Linked DNA regions of Hordeum vulgare: region 2 is linked to region 1. The links are chromatin contacts, called in public Hi-C maps. All regions are on one chromosome and are shown on one strand. Each heading gives the region's core, a stretch centred on a gene start, on an enhancer-like site or on the middle of the called end of the contact. The rest is flanking DNA. Distances are from core to core; before and after follow the strand shown.

Region 1 (5,256 bases), core at 1,756-4,255:
GGAGGAAAGACCGAGCTATGTGTGACATGTTGGTATGGACAAGAAATAGTAATTTTCTATTTGGCGCTATAAGCACCCCTTAACATGTATTTTATAAACGGGTGCCTCTTACGCTCCTGCACCGGATCGGCCCATCTGCTTTTTCAAATCTTACAAAAGGAGCACAAGCGGGGGATCGAAGGAGCGATCTCGGCATCAGGCTAAGCGCAAAAACAATCAAGCCACATTGACTCATATAACATCTTTTTTTTGTCTTTTCTTATTACTTCCTTCCTTTGTCTTTTTTCCTTTATTCAATTTTTTTCATTTCTTTTTTGTCTCTTTTACTTTTTTCGTACTTCTTTCTCATTCGATAATTTTGTTTCAAATTCATGATTTTTCTCTTCAAAATTGATGATTTTTTTAAAAAATTGGATGTATGTTTTTTCAAATTCAATGAACTTTGTTCCAAATTTGATGACTTTTTTTCAAATTTGATGAACTTTTTTCAAATTAGATGAACTTTGTTTGAAAATCAATTAAGTATTTCAATTTCGGTGAACATTTTTCAAGTGTTACGAAAAATTTCATATTTGATGAGCTTTTTGAAATTGTATGAACTATTTCCAGATCCAATGTTTATTTAAATTCATTAACTTTTTCAAAATTTGATGAACTTTTTCAAATTCGATGATTTTTTTTCAAAATTGATGAAGTCTTTTCAGATCCAATGTACTTTTTTGTAAAATCCTTTTTTTCAATTTTGATGAACTTTTTCAAAATCAATTAACTTTTTTTCAAATTAAACGATATTTTCTTTGAAATTTGATGAACATTTCTCAAATCTGATGAACCTTTTCAAATTCATTGATTATTCTTTTCAAAATATACGAACAAGTTTCAAATTCACGTTTTTCCACAAATAATTGAAAACAATTTAGCGATGAATAGATGGTTTTGTGCTAAAATATAGCGCGACGAAAATGGTTACTACACTTTTGCAGATGTTAATAAGCACAAACTGCAGATAGTTCGATTGGCTAGTGGTACTCGTACATGAACTCCAAGTGTGTGAGTTCAAGACATGTAAAGATCTATATTTTTTATTGTTTTTTGCATTCACTGCTCTGTGTTTTTCATGGCCCGGCCCAGCTAAGTGCCACGGAGGAGTTTTAGTACCTGAAGCGCGACATTTTCTATTTGCCGTCACAGGCGCCAGTTAATGTGCGTTTTGGTTAACTGGCGCCGGTGGCGTTCATACCGGGCCGCCATATCTAGGTGCTTGTGACGTCTTTGTTAAAAACATTTATAAACTTATTTGAATATGGATGAATTTTATTTAAATTTCAACGAAGACTTTTTAATATTGATGACTTTTTTTGCATATTGATAAACTTTTTGAAATTTTATGAACATCTTTTTGAAAATAGATGGATTTTTTTATAGATTTATGTACTTTTTTCATTTCAATTAACTTTTTCAAAAAATACATGAACGTTTTTCCAATATTTATGAAATTTTTACAAATTTGTTGAATTTTTAGAAAAATTAATGAACTTTTCCTAAATGGGGTGGACTTTTTTCATTTTCATTGAACTTTTTTCAAAATTGATGAACCTTTTTCAAAGATATGATTTTTTTTATATGGATAATTTTTTTTCTTTAAATATGTAAACCTTTTTTGATTTTATAATTTTTCATAAAAAATTAGAAAATCAAAAAATAACAGGACAACACTTTAGTGAGGCGGCCTATGCTAGCAGCACGGGCACCTGCAGCGCTGCATAGGAGCTCCCATGAAGCGTCCGATAGGAGCTCCCCAAGAAATAGCCACGGTGACGATTTACACAGTTTGATTCATTGGCAAGCCACATGTTGAACTGTTTTTTCGTCGGGGAAAGGCCGACTTAGGGTAAGTTTGGGCTGCTTCGGCCATTTTCCGGCGTCTTGTTGTGATTGAACATATTTTCTTTGAAACGTGATTGAGCATATTACATCATTTCGGGTCAAACACATTATGCACCTCTACTTCCCTCCCTGTGTGAGTTTAATTATCTTTTTCTCAAGTGCAATAGTTTAATAGATGAAGCTGCGTGTCGGTCGATGGATCTATTCAAAAGATCCGTCGCCTCCGCATCCAGTTGACTGAGGCCATCCAGCGCCCCGACTCGTCCTCACCATTGTAACAGACCTTGTGCTGTAGAAACATTTGTAACAACGGTTTTGTTAAACAGTTTTTTTTGTCAGAACTCTTTTGAAACATGATTTCCATTGTGGAAGGACTTTTATAACACAAATGATGTTATAAATTTTTTTTGTCTTAACTTTTAGCCAACACGGATGTTGTTACAAATGGACTTCTGTAACATAGATGATGTTCTATGTTAGAGAACTTTTTTGTCTTAACTTTTTTGCAACATAAATGTTGTTACTGAAGGACTTCTGTAACACAGATAATGTTACAGAAAAACTGTAAGTGACAGAGATACGCGCGTCTAGTCGTGAAGGTCTTAACTGATTGAGCGTTGGTTAATTAAACTCGTATCTGACGGCTGTGTACGTGGTGAAAGTGTACGCGTAATCGGCCGGCTGACTTTGATCTTTTTCCTAGTTTAACAGTTTATGTAGTCTAATAATATTTTTCTCAACTGTTCTCTTTCTGTTGTATATACACCATCTAGACGCAATTCCAACTCTAATCTATAAAATACTAGACACAATTCCAATAAACTTCAAATATTCTTCACCACTTTAGATTCATCCATACCTAGAACCTCCATGCACAGTTCCGATTCCGAGCTTCCGGCAGTCGTTTTGCAGCACCGTTAGGGCTCTGTTTTATTTGATGAAATTCCCATTCTCAACTCCGACGAGTCTTCAAGAATTTTATGTTCTCTGGTTTGCAAGTCAACGATTTTGCCTTGGTTGCTCAATTCCTCGAAGTTTCGTCTTGCCTTTCGCCTGTAGACTTCCTATTACAAAATTACACGACAGAGAAGTCTTGTGTAGACCGAAAGCTCAGGTATCCCTATTCAAACCACGCTGATGAAATCCACATCTCCACGTTCTCTTCTCGCCCAGTGAGCAATTTGCGTGTGATTTGCAATAGTTCTCGTCACCCCACATGTCAGCCTCGCAATCCTATTGTACACGACATTGACACCACTCGTTGACCCGAGCAGTGTCCTACCCAAGCTAATTAAGCTGTGAGAGAACACACATGCAGTTGATCAGTGGTGCTAAACCTGACACCGCTGCCTTCTTCTATCTCTTTCTTCCGTTCTGTCTCTTTGTTAGTAGGCGAGCCTTTCCTACTAAGCTTGTCGATCAGTGCCATGTCAGAGAGCACCACCATGGCTGGCGCGCCGGCCACGCCGGAAGGCGCCGGGGATCCATACGAGCGGCAGCTGAACTACAGCTTCACTGGGCGCGTCGCGCTCACCGTCGTCTTCGTCCTCTTCGGGGTCACCGTCGCCATCGTCACCATGCGCGTCCTGCTCTACGTGCTGGTGTACCGGTCTGGCCGAGGCGGAGGCCGCGGCACCGGCGGCCTCGCCGCTGGCATCTTCCGGTCCATCAACTCCTTCGGAAGGATCGGCAGCCGGCGGCACGGGCTGAACGCGTCCGCGCTCTCCGCGCTCCCAGTCACCGTGTACAGGAAGGAGGCCGGGTCCACGAGCGCCGCGGGGGCTGACTGCGCCGTGTGCCTGTCGGAGCTCGTGGACGGAGACACGGTGCGGCAGCTGCCCAACTGCGGGCACGTATTCCACGTAGAGTGCGTCGACGCGTGGCTGCGCACCAGGACGTCGTGCCCTCTCTGCCGGGCAGAGGCGGAGCAGTCCCAGGGCAAGGCGGAGGCGGCTGCGCAGTCGTCGTCGGAGCCGCCGCAACCGACGTTCCTTGGTGTAGGAGGAACCTTGACAGTGACCGTACAAGGTGATACCCAGAGAGACGTGTGCGAAAACATCGGCGGCAGGTAGTCAATCGGCATCTCCCTTTACCTAAGCTATACTGTATAATCCAGCCTCGAGGGGGACCGGGAACAAGTGTACAGTGTGACATATGTATATACAGTACTACAGTATAGGTTAGGCTCGGGATGTATTTAAGACTGTGATTATCCTTACCCGTAAAATAAATAAATAAGAGACTGTGATTTCTGTTAATGGAATGGATTCTTTGCTCTGGCCATCTCATAATCTACCACTCCATCTTGCAAGGTGACGAACTGCAGCTCAAAAGCTATATGTGGTTAAGTTTTTATTTCTTTGACGGTACATTCGGGAATGCCTAATGCAGCTCGATTTCTATGGAGCATTTTATTTGAAAGCTTTAGAATTTTTTTAGTTTAAAAAACCTGAAAAAAACACACATATACATATGCATATTTACTACTCCGTAGTACTTGTTTGGGAAGTTTCATGACAAAATACTTTTCTATGCAAGCTACTACTTCCTCCGTTTTAAAATTCTTATCTTAGATTTATCTAGATATGAATGTATCTAGCGGATATTCATTTTGGCTCTTGGGAGCATATGATCCTGCATGTTCAAAATGTGTTTTACAAATGTTGATTTTTTTTTTAAAAGATGTGTTGGTTGTCACACTCAAATGGCAGATACAAATTTACAGGTCAGAAACTTAAGTATTTTGGCCTGTGCAAAATGAACAAGTCGACAACTTTTACCTCCAAATGTTACACTTAATTTTGTTTTTTTCACCAACGAAGCACCGCTATCCCATATGGCATGAAATCTGGCAAGCACACTTGTCACACTAATATGAACATCTATAAAAAAATTCAGAATTTTTGGAACATATTTATTATTTATTTTGATTTTACTGTTCATTAGGGAGCAGATGCTTCCGGGAGCCAAAAATCCACATCCCGTATCTAGTCACATTTTAGTATTTTGATACATTCATTTCTAGATAAACCTAAGACAAAATTTTTGGAACGGAGGGAATATTTTCTTATGATAAAATCACGTATTTCTGCCATATATACTATTCACTATAGAATCACATGATTTGTTTTTGTACATGCCACATAAAAACATATTTTGTGATGAAATTTCACACATATCTAGTATACATCTATAAATAATTGTGTATTTGTTTCCACATTTTATTAAACTAAAAAGATTGATTTTTTTATGTTTGGAAATAAAGGGCTTCATGGAGCCCGAAAGCAAAAATCCACACTCAGTACATTGGACTACTCTTGCTATCTAATGAATATACTCCCTCCGTTTCTAAATATAAAACATTTTAGA
Region 2 (5,256 bases), core at 853-3,352, 220 kb after region 1:
TTCATGTTTGAGCTTAGTTCAGTCTCCTCCTGAGATTCTTCTATTGTATTCTTCTTCCTAACACCTACCGAGGGATTGACCAACCCACCATACATGCCTATTCCACCCAGAACGCATGGCAACACAACGGTCAGGCGGTGACTATGCGACTGGCATGCAAGTTCACGCGCTCTGGAGTTGGGGCACTCGACCACCATCCAAACCTCGACGTCAAGCCACCAAACCATGTATTTATGATTAAATATATACTTATGTACCTATAAATTATTTTTGGGAAAAATACAGAGCAAACCATAATGCACCTTCAGTTCAAATTTAACCCGCGTCCAACTGAATCGACATAAATTTATCTTTTTTCACGAGAGGTGGATAAATGCTTTTAACACCCAAACATTTTGTCAATTGTACATTAAATATGACCTAGTATTTTAGAAAAGTGATTTGGTCCAATTTTAAAACAAATATATGGTAGGTCCTTCACAAAAAAATATATTTTGAAAACATGAAAAATGGAAAATGATTTTTACATACAAGGAAAATGAAAACTTCCTTAATCAACATTGTTTTCCATTGCAATATGCACCCTTGTGCATAATATTATATCATTTCAACAAACTATGTCATGAATGTGGCCATAAGATTGATCATTTGGCTTGAAAGCCATGAATCATCACACATGATAGCCCATTTCTAAGAACACTTTTTAAAAATAATTGTCGTATTACAAGTTTATTATTTTTCCTGGTAACTTTGTCACATATAATGACACAATGCAATTGTTTTCCATTTTTTTAAATTTTTCATGGCCATTTCAAAATGCGGTCAAAACAACGGGTATGACCATTCCTACCTAGTGGTTGAATCTTGGAAATATTTTGGTTTTTCTCTCATTAAATAGATACTTGTGTACCTAGAATTGATTTTTGGGAAAAATAAAGAGAAAACTATAATGTAGTTGGAGTTCAAATTTGACCCGCTTCCAACTGATTCAACGAAAATTTGTCTTTTTCACGAGAGGTCGATAAAAGTCTTTAACACCCAACCATTTGTTTAGTTGTACATTAAATATGTCCTAGTATGTTAGAAAAATGATTTAGTCCAATTTTGCAACAAATATATGGTAGGTCCTTAAAAAAACTCATTTGGGGTACTCGAAAAGTGGAAAATGAATTTTCCGTCCAAAGAAAATGAAAACTTTCTTAGGCAACATTGTTTGCCATTCCAATACGCATCCTTGTGCACAATATAAGATCATTTTAACAAACTATGCCATGAATATGACCATAAGATTGATCATTTGGCTTGAAAGCCATGAATCATCACACATGATAGCCCATTTCTAAGAACACTTTTCCAAAATAATTGCCATATTGCAAGTATATTATTTTAGGTGGTAACTTGGTCACATATGATGACACAATGCGAAGGTTTTCCAATTTATTTATTTTTTGTAATTTTTCATGCCCATTTCAAAATGCGGTCCAAACGGCGGGTATGACCGTTCATAGCTAGGGCTTGATTTTTGCAAATATTTTGGTGTTTCTCTGATTAAATAGATAATTATGTACCTAGAAATTATTTTGGGAAAATTAAAGAGCAATCTATCAAGTAGTTGTAGTTCAAATTTGACCTGCTTCCAACTAAATCAAAGGAAATTTGTCTTTTTCACGAGAGGTGGATCGAAAGCTTTTGACACCAAACCATTTGGTCAACTGTACATTTAATAAGACTCCAAAGTTTAGAAAAATAATTTGGTCCAATTTTGCAACAAATATTTGGTAGGTCCTTCACAAAAAAACTCAATTTGGACACTCGAAAAATGGAAATGGATTCTTCCTGCAAAGAAAATGAAAAGTACATTTGGCAACATTGTTTGTAATTCCAAGATGCAAGCTTCTCTACTCCAAAAGATCATATTTGGATTTTATCATCTGAAAAAGTAGAAGCAAATCAATAGAAAAAATAGAATTGCATATGCTTTATTCTGATTGGTGGAATTGGTTGTGGCATGGATCGATGACATGACGTTCATCCATCCATCCATCTCTCCATCCACATCCATACATCCCTCTCTCTCTCTCTCGCACACAAACCCTAGCCCTCTCCCCGATCCAGATCCGCCAACCACCTCCCTCTCTCCTTGCTGCCGCCTCCCACCACGGCTCCTCGATCCAAATCCGCCACCCACCTTCCTCTCCCCTCGCCGCCGGTCTGCACCCTCCCTCTCCCCCACCTTTGTCGCCCATCTTCTCCACCACCTACGCTAACTCCAGCCGGCCGACCAGATCGAGCCTCGGCTCCTTCCTCCCCCTCCACACCACCACCACCTTCGGCCGCTCCCTTCCACCAACTCCCCTACCACCGCGCCGACGAGGTCTTCCGGATCCGCACCAGTTCCGCCACGGCCACATCAGGCCTTCCGAATATGCATCGTCATCAAGCTTGATCCGCGCCTCATCGTGCGGCCTCGTCTGCCTCCGTGGATGCGCCACGGGCTCCACTACGTTGTCCAGTCCAGCGTCAGAGGAGGACCGCAGAGGACGCGATGCTCCGGCCTCTCCCCTCCCCTCCCCTCCCTTGCACGGGGCCTCGCCTGCGCCTGCTGATTGACCGGCCAGCCGGCCGGCCATGGTCCCGTGCAGTGCGTGCAACGGTGGGTGCTTGTTTTCACAGGATTTTTTTGGGGTATGCATTACCGCTACTAGTATTTCCTCTGTTCACCGGTTACTGTTCTATGCTGGTCAAATCTCTTCTAAGTGTTGCATGCGAGAGTTGCTTGTCTCCGTTGCTGTGTTTGCCTCCATCTTCCCGTCTCCTTCTTATAGTACAAATTCGTTTGGTCACTGGCATGCTAGTGATCCGTTTGGTTTGCCTCTGTTGTTTCATCTGAGTTCCGGTCAGGGTTATTCCATCATTTCTTTTCTCAAGCTGCCGGTCTCTGTCGGGACAAACTCTGTTCTTAGTACCAATGCTGATTGAAGTGGTGCAAGTGGTGGGAAATAAACATGAACGGTTGCTAGAACAGTTCCGAAGAAATTGACCATTCTGAAACGAAAATACGAGCATCTAGCCACAGAAGAGTGCATTAGTATTCAGCAAGTCCCCCAATTTTGTCGTTCTTTCACTAACATTTTTTTTCGTTTGCGACAGTTACATGCACTGACCAACCTGTGAAGATAGAATCCTACGCCAACGGAGCCAAATTTTACTGCCTGCTGTTTGGTACGTCCGTCTATAACTGACGGCTCGTCATTGTACTACATAGTATATTTCGATCAACTTTGTTATTTGATCTCTTCTTCGATTGTTTCTTTAGACATGGATGACACCCTCTACCCACTGAGCTTAGGAATCAACTTAGCCTGCCACAAGAACATACAAGGTCAGTAGCAATAATAAACCTACACCAATCCTCAGTTTTCGTGCTACAGAATTTGCGTGTTCACATAATTGCAAATTGGAATTTCCAAATCGCAGACTACATGTTGAGCAAGCTTCAGATTGAGGAGAGCCTGGTTCCCAAGATGTGCCTAGATTTGTAGAGGGAATACAGAACTACAACGGCCGGTCTGAAAGTATGCCGGTCTCTGTTTCCTTCCTTTAACTCAACAACGAACAATAACAAATGCTTGACAGTGTTATTAGCATAGTAAATAACTTTCTTAACCCCATAGCCCTAGGCCGGTGACGGTGCTGAGGAGGACGCATTCATTTGTTTTCCATATCGGATTCGTCAACGGATCTTAGCAGCTTCTTGAGCGCAATTCCATCAAATCCTAGGGAGCGCAATTCTTGGCTTGGCGTGCCTCCCGAGGAGTGGCGTAATGCACCTTTGAAAAAATATTAACCTGACCATCTACAATTGATTCACGTTATTTCGTTGTGCCATTCGTTTATAGATGTAGAATAAACAAAGACTTGGTACATGGTTGGTATTATGAACTGGTTAGCATTCTTCTTAAGTGAGAAATCTAAGGCTATGTCTGCGATATACAATTTGATATTTATTTTCTTTAGAATTGCTTGGTATGACACGATGACATAATCAGAGCATATTTTTGGCCTTTCTAGATTTAAAATATGTTTTTGCAACCTATGTATTAGATCATGCATGTTTTGTCTTCAGCACTCCCAGCGCCGGCCATTAATTACACTTGCTATTGTGGTTCACTTATTATATAAGGAAATGTCGCTTTTAATATTTTTCTTGTCCAACTTGTAACCGGTCTTAATAAGCAGTTAAAATACCCAGTCCCCTGGCTTTGTGAGTTCAACACATTTGAACATGAAGTATGCTACATGCTCCTGGTCACCTGTATGCTCATCTAATTATAGTGGCGTTTGAACTAGTTTTGAAACTGATTAGATGGATGTATGAAGTGTTTCTTCCTTCCTTATAAAGCTGGCTTATTGTATTGAAACTGATGCACTTGTAATTTGGGGCTCCGGCTTGATTGATTTGGTGGATCTGTTAGGTGGTTCTTGACGTAGGACCGAGAGCGGCATCCTCGCCATCTGGAGCACTCAGGCCGGCGCCAGGAAGGTGTACGCCGTCGAGGCCAGCAGCGTGGCGGAGCACGCCCGCGAGCTCGGCCGCGCCAACGGGGTCGCCGACATCGTCGAGGTCATAGAGGGGACCATGGAGGACATTGTGATGCCAGAGAAAGGCGAGTCTTTTCGTTTCTTGACCCCCTCTTACATTTGTTTTTTCCTGAATCGATGGTGAACATTTGAAATCAGTGGTGTTGGCTGGTGGAGTAATATCAATCCCGGCAGTATCAAAAGAAAAGAGGCTCAATTTTTCATCTTGAAAGGGGATTTTTTTCAAGTCTTGTCAGAATATAGAAGCCATGATCTATATTGGGCATTGATCAGTTTGTTATGTCTATTGTCTTTGGAACTGCAGTCGATGTCATTATCTCTGAGTGGATGGGCTACTATCTCTTGAGAGAGTCCATGTTTGATTCCGTCATATGCACACGGGACCGTTGGTTGAATCCAGGTGGTGTTATGTCAGTAAACAGAAACATTTTTTAATTCTAAGTTTGCTAAGTAACTTGTATTGTACTTGTTTGGAATTTTTTTACACAGAACTGTGACTGTTATATGCAGCCTGATCAACTAATCTTTAAATGAAGTTAAATTGACAAACACATGATCATAAATTTTGTTTTTGAAAGATGGCAATACCCTTTCTGATTTTGTTGTTTGCACAATCAAAACACAGATGTTTTCTTCTCAGTTTGATCTCTTGAT

What was found. A called contact is a pair of places that touch in the nucleus more often than the background predicts.
Region 2: a contact with region 1 is called in a Hi-C map of leaf, with 5 times the contacts expected there. The contact joins the enhancer-like site here to the promoter of LOC123439624 in region 1. A contact is called at or near these places in 1 of 6 Hi-C or Micro-C datasets (leaf) and 1 of 1 datasets of contacts at active chromatin or transcription factors (embryo).

What each region holds. Positions count from the first base shown.
Region 1 is chr3H:107,086,056-107,091,311 of MorexV3_pseudomolecules_assembly, forward strand. It overlaps LOC123439624 (RING-H2 finger protein ATL74-like), which reads left to right and starts at 3,006. Exons shown (of 1, transcript XM_045116315.1): 1 at 3,006-4,145. The coding sequence starts at 3,315. The coding sequence ends at 3,959.
Region 2 is chr3H:107,311,584-107,316,839 of MorexV3_pseudomolecules_assembly, forward strand. No RefSeq gene overlaps it. Among protein-coding and RNA genes, the nearest start is that of LOC123439625, 33 kb to the right of the region's middle. Within about 2 kb of position 2,103, at least 2 of the 3 cell types and tissues checked have open chromatin away from gene starts, as enhancers often do. A contact at or near this core is called in leaf, where this site is marked.